Regions from separate parts of the Pan troglodytes genome. Here region 2 is linked to region 1. The links are chromatin contacts, called in public Hi-C maps. All regions are on one chromosome and are shown on one strand. Each heading gives the region's core, a stretch centred on a gene start, on an enhancer-like site or on the middle of the called end of the contact. The rest is flanking DNA. Distances are from core to core; before and after follow the strand shown. Region 1 overlaps RUNX2 (RUNX family transcription factor 2). Region 2 has its middle 300 kb from the start of CLIC5.

Region 1 (3,385 bases), core at 540-3,039:
AGGGATTAGGTCTATTTTTATTCAACATTAATATTCCAAGTGCCTACACAATACCAGAGTAGATACCTGATACATATTTTTTTGAATGAATGAATGAATGAATGAGAGACAATTACTAGAACGATGGATATAATCATCCATGTGACATCAGGTATCACCATGCCTGGGGACCTTCTGTAATACCCCGACTGCCCATATCTGATTTCCTGGATGTTGACATCAGCCTGATTTGAACCTGAATTTACCACACCCAGTTCAATACTATGATTCGAACTAAGGGCCACTCTCCCTTGCCAGCATCACATCTCAGTGGCATTTCAAGTTCTTGTCCCACCCTTTTGTATCTCATTTCTTTCCCTCTTCTAGCTTTGCCATTGAGATTCAGGATATGCCAAGGCTGAGAGGCCAGGACAGGTATGACATGTGGTATAGCCTCTTTCTTCTTCTATTAGATTTTTTTTAAAACAAGAAATGCCTGTCCTTTTCTGTAAGACAGTTATGATCCCTATCTAGCAAAAGTTGGTGATACATAAGAGTGCTTCTCATCACCTTGTCTTAACAATGCAACTTCCTTCTGGTTTTTCTTTTAACATTTTATTACAGGATATGATATCTTAGGCCATACATATCGTTTTTCATTCTCTTCTCTGCTTATTGTCTTCTAAGTTTACTAATTCTCTCTTCTCCCATTGTTTGTGTTGTAATATAACCTATGGTCATGCCTGGTGTACCCTACATAGCTTCCAGTTTTAACCAGTTTGCTGCTTTTTTTTCTCAGATTTCATTTTTAGACTCTGTCACTCGGGTCTGTCTCCTGCCGGATGATTCTGGTAGCCACCAGATCAGTTGGAGAAGGCCCTTGGTGGGGACAAGGGGGGTCCGCACCTTGCTCTTGGGGCTTCTCAGCAGACATGAGCCAGATGCTCTGTGATGGGAGGCGCTGCATTGTCAGCTACCTTTCATAGCCACCCCGAGTCAGCTCTGCATGGCTGCAGTCATTTCTGATGCAGTTACAGTCTCCAGAAAGGACTGAGGGTTGGGAGCTCACTCTTCTGAGTGGTTAGCATCATAGCATTTTGTATCTGGAAAACATCTTAGAGATAACCCACCCATTCCCATGTTACAGGTGAAAACAGTGAGACTCAGAGGCCATAAATTATTCGTCCACGGCTGCACAGTTAGTGCCAGAGCCTCCAGTCTAGGGCTCTTCCTATGCTTGGAGGAGGCCATTTGTTTGTAAATGGTTTCCTATTAGTCAAGAGAACCAGAAATGAGTGAAGAAAGCTCATTCTAAAACTCCAGTCTTGCTGACAGGGTTATTAGAAAAGACATAGAATTTAACATTTCATATTTAGTGTAGATTGTTTTGAAATGGGAATCTCTGTATGTATGAATGTGTATATGTATAAGTGTGAGTATGTCTGTATTATGAATGACAGTAATATGACAGAAATAGTTTAAGATAGGAAATGGCGAATCTGCTCCTCTGTGTTAGGATGATTGACCCTGGTAGCAATTAAGAGGCATAGTTCTAAGCCAGTAGACTCTGTATATCATTTTTGACACCCCAGTTTTCTCAAGAAATATTTGAGGTTTACACAGCCTGATTTGAGTACTGTTTAGGGGGAAAATGGGTGGAGAATAAGGGGTGGGATTGTGGGGATCTTTGATTATACCTTGTTGCCCCAATACGGCAGGTACTCCCTGCAGACAGCTTTGGCAGAATCACTGGCTGTCATGGTGTCCTGTTACACAGAAGCCTGCTGGCCGCAGGAACAGGAAATAGCCTTTTGTGTGCGGGTTCAGGCTTTGCTCCCATTGACTTGTTTCCTCCCGTCTGCATGAAGTTCAGCACCCTGTCCCTGGTGTGCCTTGTTGTGAGCAATTCCTAGGAAAGCAGATCCTCCTTCACACCCACACATGTTTAACCAAAGTGTTTACAAAAGGAGCCTTGCTAATAGCAGCTGCCTTGTTTCCAGCATACCTTTGGGCTTTCAGAAAGCTCTCTGCCTGCTCTGCTGCCCCCACTCAAACTTACTCATTCAGAAGAGAATTGGACATGTTTTCCCGGAGTCAGTTCATTTTCCCGGGATGCCTTTTTTTTTTTTCTTGTCTGCCTTCCTCCCTTCTCAATATGACTCCAAGTGTTTAGGGTTCAATTATGCAGATGCGAAATTTGGCTTTTTAGTCATTTGAAAGTATGGAGACTCCTAGAGCTCATGACTCTTATATATCACTGTAGGAAGTGCACAGCCACCCCCTTTTTGTTCCCCATACCAGTGATTGTACTTCAGAAGCTGTGGTCCTGCTCAAAAAAGACTGTTTGCTTTCCTCGTCTCCACAGGTTTACATAAAGGGTTGTCTCCATTTTTGCCTGATGAAAGGCAACTTGAGACAGATGAACCACCCCTCTCCCAATTAGCATTTTTGAGCACCCCCTGGGTATGGTTTTGCCTTCTGTACTTTTATGTTTTGTGGTTTATAGGATGGAAAGCAGATGCAACCACTCTTCAAGAAGTCTAAGCTGAAGGAACACCACCCTAGAAGGAGAACTTATAAAATCGATTCTGACATTGGTGCTCCATGGTTCCTTTCCATCTTTAGAGCGTTTTTAAAACACAATTCCATGCTTGTGACAGGCTTTGCCTCGGTTGAAACACATGCTGAAGGGATTCCTTATGTCAGATGACTGGTTCTTTTTTACGGCTTTCAGTGGCTTCTACCTAAGACAGAAAAAGAGAAATTAACCTGAACCCTTAATAGCTAGATTTGGTCTACTCTCACGGAGGAAACCATGATTGCTTCTGAAAATGTGTTGTTGCAGATCTGAGGGGTCCAATAAATAGCCTTCCCTTTATTCCTGGTGGTGGTTCTTAGTGTGCTTTCTTGGCCCTGGGGACTCCTTTCTGCCTGGGTTCATCCTCAGGGTCCGCAGGAGCAGCCCTGGTCCTCTGCTTTGTTCTCTTCTCTCGCATGTAGTCATTTTGATCAATCACATCCTGTCTGTGAGTACAGCAGACCCATCAGATAGGAAAGACCTGATTTTCTCTCTCAAGTTTATGTTACAGGTCAGATTTGATTACCACTTCCCTCTAAGACCCCCTATTTTAGGTGGCAGGAGAGAAGTTGGTGGAGAAATAAGAGTGGAGTCATCTTTAGTGATATGTAGTGCCTCAGATTTCCCAAGCACTCAAGAGTGTGTGCATAAAAACCCAACACCAGAGGGTAGCTCATATATCATATCCATATGAAAACATATGTCAATTTGTTGAATTTCTCTAATATAGTAATTAAAATAATATTGATACTGTTTCTGAAGATTGCCATATAAAAAGAATGAATTATAGTTTTTAAAAAAACATAAAAATATTTAAAGTTCAACAAC
Region 2 (3,531 bases), core at 634-3,133, 200 kb after region 1:
TTTCTTGTATGTCTGTACCTCTACACTCAGAATGTTGTGGTATTATTTCATTAGCAATGTAATGATAGCAGTTAACATCTGGCGAGTGCTGACTATATGCCAGGCATGGTGCTGAGTGCTTGCTTTTTTTTTTTTTGATATGGAGTCTCGTTCTGTCACCCAGGCTGGAGTGCAGTGGCGCGATCTCGGCTCACTGCAACCTCTGCCTCCCAGGTTCAAGTGATTCTTCCACCTCAGCCTCCCAAGTAGCTGGGATCACAGGTACCCGCCATCATGCCCGGCTAATTTTTGTATTTTTAGTAAAGACGGGGTTTCATAATGTTAGCCAGGCTGGTCTTGAACTCCTGACCTCAGGTAATCTGCCCACCTTGGCCACCCAAAGTGCTGGGATTATAGGGGTGAGCCACCTCACCTGGCCCCTGAGTGCTTTTACATAGTTTATCTTATTTATTCCCTGGAATAAGTCTGTAAAAGTAGGTGCCATTACATTTTAGAGATGAGAAAATGGAGGTTCAGTGGTTCTAGGTGACTTGTCTGAGGTTATCTGAGTAGAAGGTGACAGGGTTGGGATTTGAACCAATGTCTGGCCCCAAAGCCTGGATGCGTCTCTTTATACACAAAGGCTCTTCTAATGAAAATGGGGCATTTATTTCTGTATATACTGTGGCTACGTTCTCCAAACAGTTCGGAGCTTTAGAAAATATTTTGAGAATTCTCACTCAGATAGACTTTCCGGCAAATACAACTTATTTTGCTTGAGAATTTCCCTGTTTCTTGCACCTTTGTCTATTCAGCTTGGAGAACCAACCTTGGGGAACAAAATCTCCCTCCACCTATCACAGACATTTTCTTTGATTGCTTTGAGACAGCAGCTGAGCCACCATCCACAGCTTCACCTATCAAGACAGGTGTCTCTGTTTTCCATGAAAGGTGTGACTGCCGGAGATCTCTGTCTTCAGCATTCTCCACCCTTCCCTCCCAGTGCTGCAGAAAGCCTGGCATAGGGTCAGGCTGGTGAGGCTGGATCCAGGCCTACCTTCTTGAACTTCAAGCCGTAAGTGGGACATTTACAAGGGAAAGATCCCTTCTGTGGAATCTCACCGTGAAGTTTCAAGGGCTGCTGCCCCACGCCCACTATGGGCGCTCATAGCCAGGGCTTCTCTGCGTGTCTTACTCTCACCTCTACATCTTTCACTCTCACCGTTATCTCTGAAGAACCAAAGGGAGAAATCACAGGAGTTGGAAATTCCGACGAACCTTTTGCTCTTAGTTGTTGTGCTGAGGCTGGGTGAGTCTCATTTTTAGAAGAAGATGGTGAGAGATTAGTGACCGTGGCTGCTAATCAGCCTTCATCTGAGGAGGAGGACTGCAGAGCCCCATTTTGTCAAAATGAGAGGGAAAATAAGGCAATGAGGCATGTGAAAGGGAAATGTGTTTTTATTTCCTTAAAACCATGCTTTACTGAAAGAGGCACACTGCTCGGGTCTCAGGCGCCCGAGGTGGACTCTGAAAGCTGGCTCTGAGAAGGGAGCGGGAGGGCAGAGAAGGGGAAAACCCATCTGGGACTTTAGCGAATTTTGAGCTATTCAAAAGTTGTTGATCTTGCCAGATTCCAACTTCTGACAGCTGCTAAATATGGCACCTGAGAAAATAGCTTTGATTTTGTAATTTGGAAATGGGAAGGGAAAATTCATTAGGGTTAAATGCACAGAAAGAACACCAGCGGCTTTCCTGTGTCCATCCAGAGGCTTTTAGAGACTTATTGAGTCCTGGTACACAGAGAGTAGATGTGAGGTCCCGCAAGGATGAAAAAGACATTTCCTCCCCTCTGAGCTTGGGCACTAACAATGACAAGCTGAAGGCAAAGCCTGTTAGGAATTCGCCTCTATGCAACATCCCCCTCTACTGGATTCTTGCATGGAAAAGAGCACCCTGACAGCCTCTGCTGCCCTAGAAGGTTTTCAGAGCTCTTTCTCTATGTTAACACACACTTTGGAGTCTCCAAGGCAATTTCCCCTGCCCTCTCTATTATGTCCTTGATTAAGATGAAACATTCTGTAAATGCACACACATCCAAGAAAGATAAGACACATACCAGAGAGAGAGGAATGAAATGATGATGGGGTCAGCGTGGAATTTTAGGACTCCAGAAGACTGGGTTGTTTACCTAGTGTGGGATTGAGGGCCAGAGAGGGGGGCGTTGCTGGAGGCACACAGCTGGTAAGAGGCAACACTTGTGCTGGAACCCCACCTCTCCCGACTCCCCTTTAGTGCTCTTTCTCCTGTGACAGAGTGACATGTATATTCAGAGTGATTGAACCTTGAACGTGGTTTCTGGTCATGGAAACCACAGGGCTTGTCTAAGGAGAAGGTGATCCTTCTGATTGTTTCTGTTGCAAGATCTCCTTCTCTGACCTGGGTGGACTTACTGCAGTTGCAACTGACCCCAGGGAATGGGGTCAGAAATGGTCTGGCCCCAGGTCATTGGTGATCCATAGACCATAAGTCCAGGCAGAGAGCCTGATACCATGAGAAGCACCTTCATGTCTTCCCCAGTCACAGGGCTGGGGCCTTCCCCATTAGAGTCAAGTGCATCTACAGCAGTCTGCCCAGTAGAAATTTCCACAATGGTGGAAATGAGCCATGTCTGCACTGTCTAATATGTAGCCACCAGCCACATGTGACTTCTGAGTCCTTGAAATGTGGCTAGGGTGACTGAGGAACTGAATTTTGAATCGTAGTTAATTGTAATTAATTTAAATTTAAATAGTTACATGTGTCTAGTGGCTACTTGATGGACAGGACAGTTCTAGGAAAGACTTGTTGACATATGTACATCACTTGGCCAACGAGACAGTAGTTTTCTTATTAGGTGCTGCTTGATAATTGGCAGGGCTGCGAGGAGAGGACAGAACCTGGGATGTGGCAGAACAGCTTGTACAAGCAGTGCTGGAGCAGAAGGAAAAACACCAAGGCTAAACTCTTGCTTCTGCCCCAGAGTAGCCGCATGAATTTGGGAAACACTTGGGACTCCATGTCTTCATCTGTAAAATGGGGAGGTGATTTGGTTCTCCACCTCTTTGCCTCAAAGGAGCCCTTTTATTATTTTTCCTCTATTGATTCTTTTTTAGACAAAAAAGCCTGTCTATGACACAAGCAACATTTACTGAAAGAGGAATTGTTGACATTTAAAATGACAAACTTGTAATCAGAATCTTTAACACCAGCTAACTAGAATGAACACAGTCAGTGGATATAATTCCATCCAAAAGCAAAGCACCTGAGGCATAATTAGCCTGTCTGGTCTCATGTGTAGCACACTCATATGCTTATGAATGGCTTTAAAAATACGAAGAATACCTCTAGGACTCCCGTTATGGCCTGCTAGGACATTTAGGGGGCTCAGGGACCCAGGTTAGGATCCAGATGAGATGATCTCTACCTTCCTTCTGGGTCTTAGAGTTGTGAGTCCAAGGAGGATTTGATGGGAGGATGTGGTCAGGAGTGAACAAGTTAGTACAGCACTTTTGG

Evidence for each region. Hi-C and Micro-C count contacts between places; a contact is called where the count stands out from the background.
Region 2: a Hi-C map of stem cell-derived neural progenitor cells shows a contact between it and region 1, with 5 times the contacts expected there. The contact joins two enhancer-like sites. A contact is called at or near these places in 2 of 7 Hi-C or Micro-C datasets (induced pluripotent stem cells and stem cell-derived neural progenitor cells).

The regions. Positions count from the first base shown.
Region 1 is chr5:51,388,667-51,392,051 of NHGRI_mPanTro3-v2.0_pri, forward strand. All of the region lies in intron 6 of RUNX2 (RUNX family transcription factor 2), which reads left to right. Among named protein-coding and RNA genes, the nearest start is that of SUPT3H, 130 kb to the left of the region's middle. Within about 2 kb of position 1,790, at least 4 of the 24 cell types and tissues checked have an H3K27ac peak or open chromatin away from gene starts, as enhancers often do. A contact at or near this core is called in stem cell-derived neural progenitor cells, where this site is marked.
Region 2 is chr5:51,592,713-51,596,243 of NHGRI_mPanTro3-v2.0_pri, forward strand. No RefSeq gene overlaps it. Among named protein-coding and RNA genes, the nearest start is that of CLIC5, 300 kb to the right of the region's middle. Within about 2 kb of position 1,884, at least 3 of the 24 cell types and tissues checked have an H3K27ac peak or open chromatin away from gene starts, as enhancers often do. A contact at or near this core is called in stem cell-derived neural progenitor cells, where this site is marked.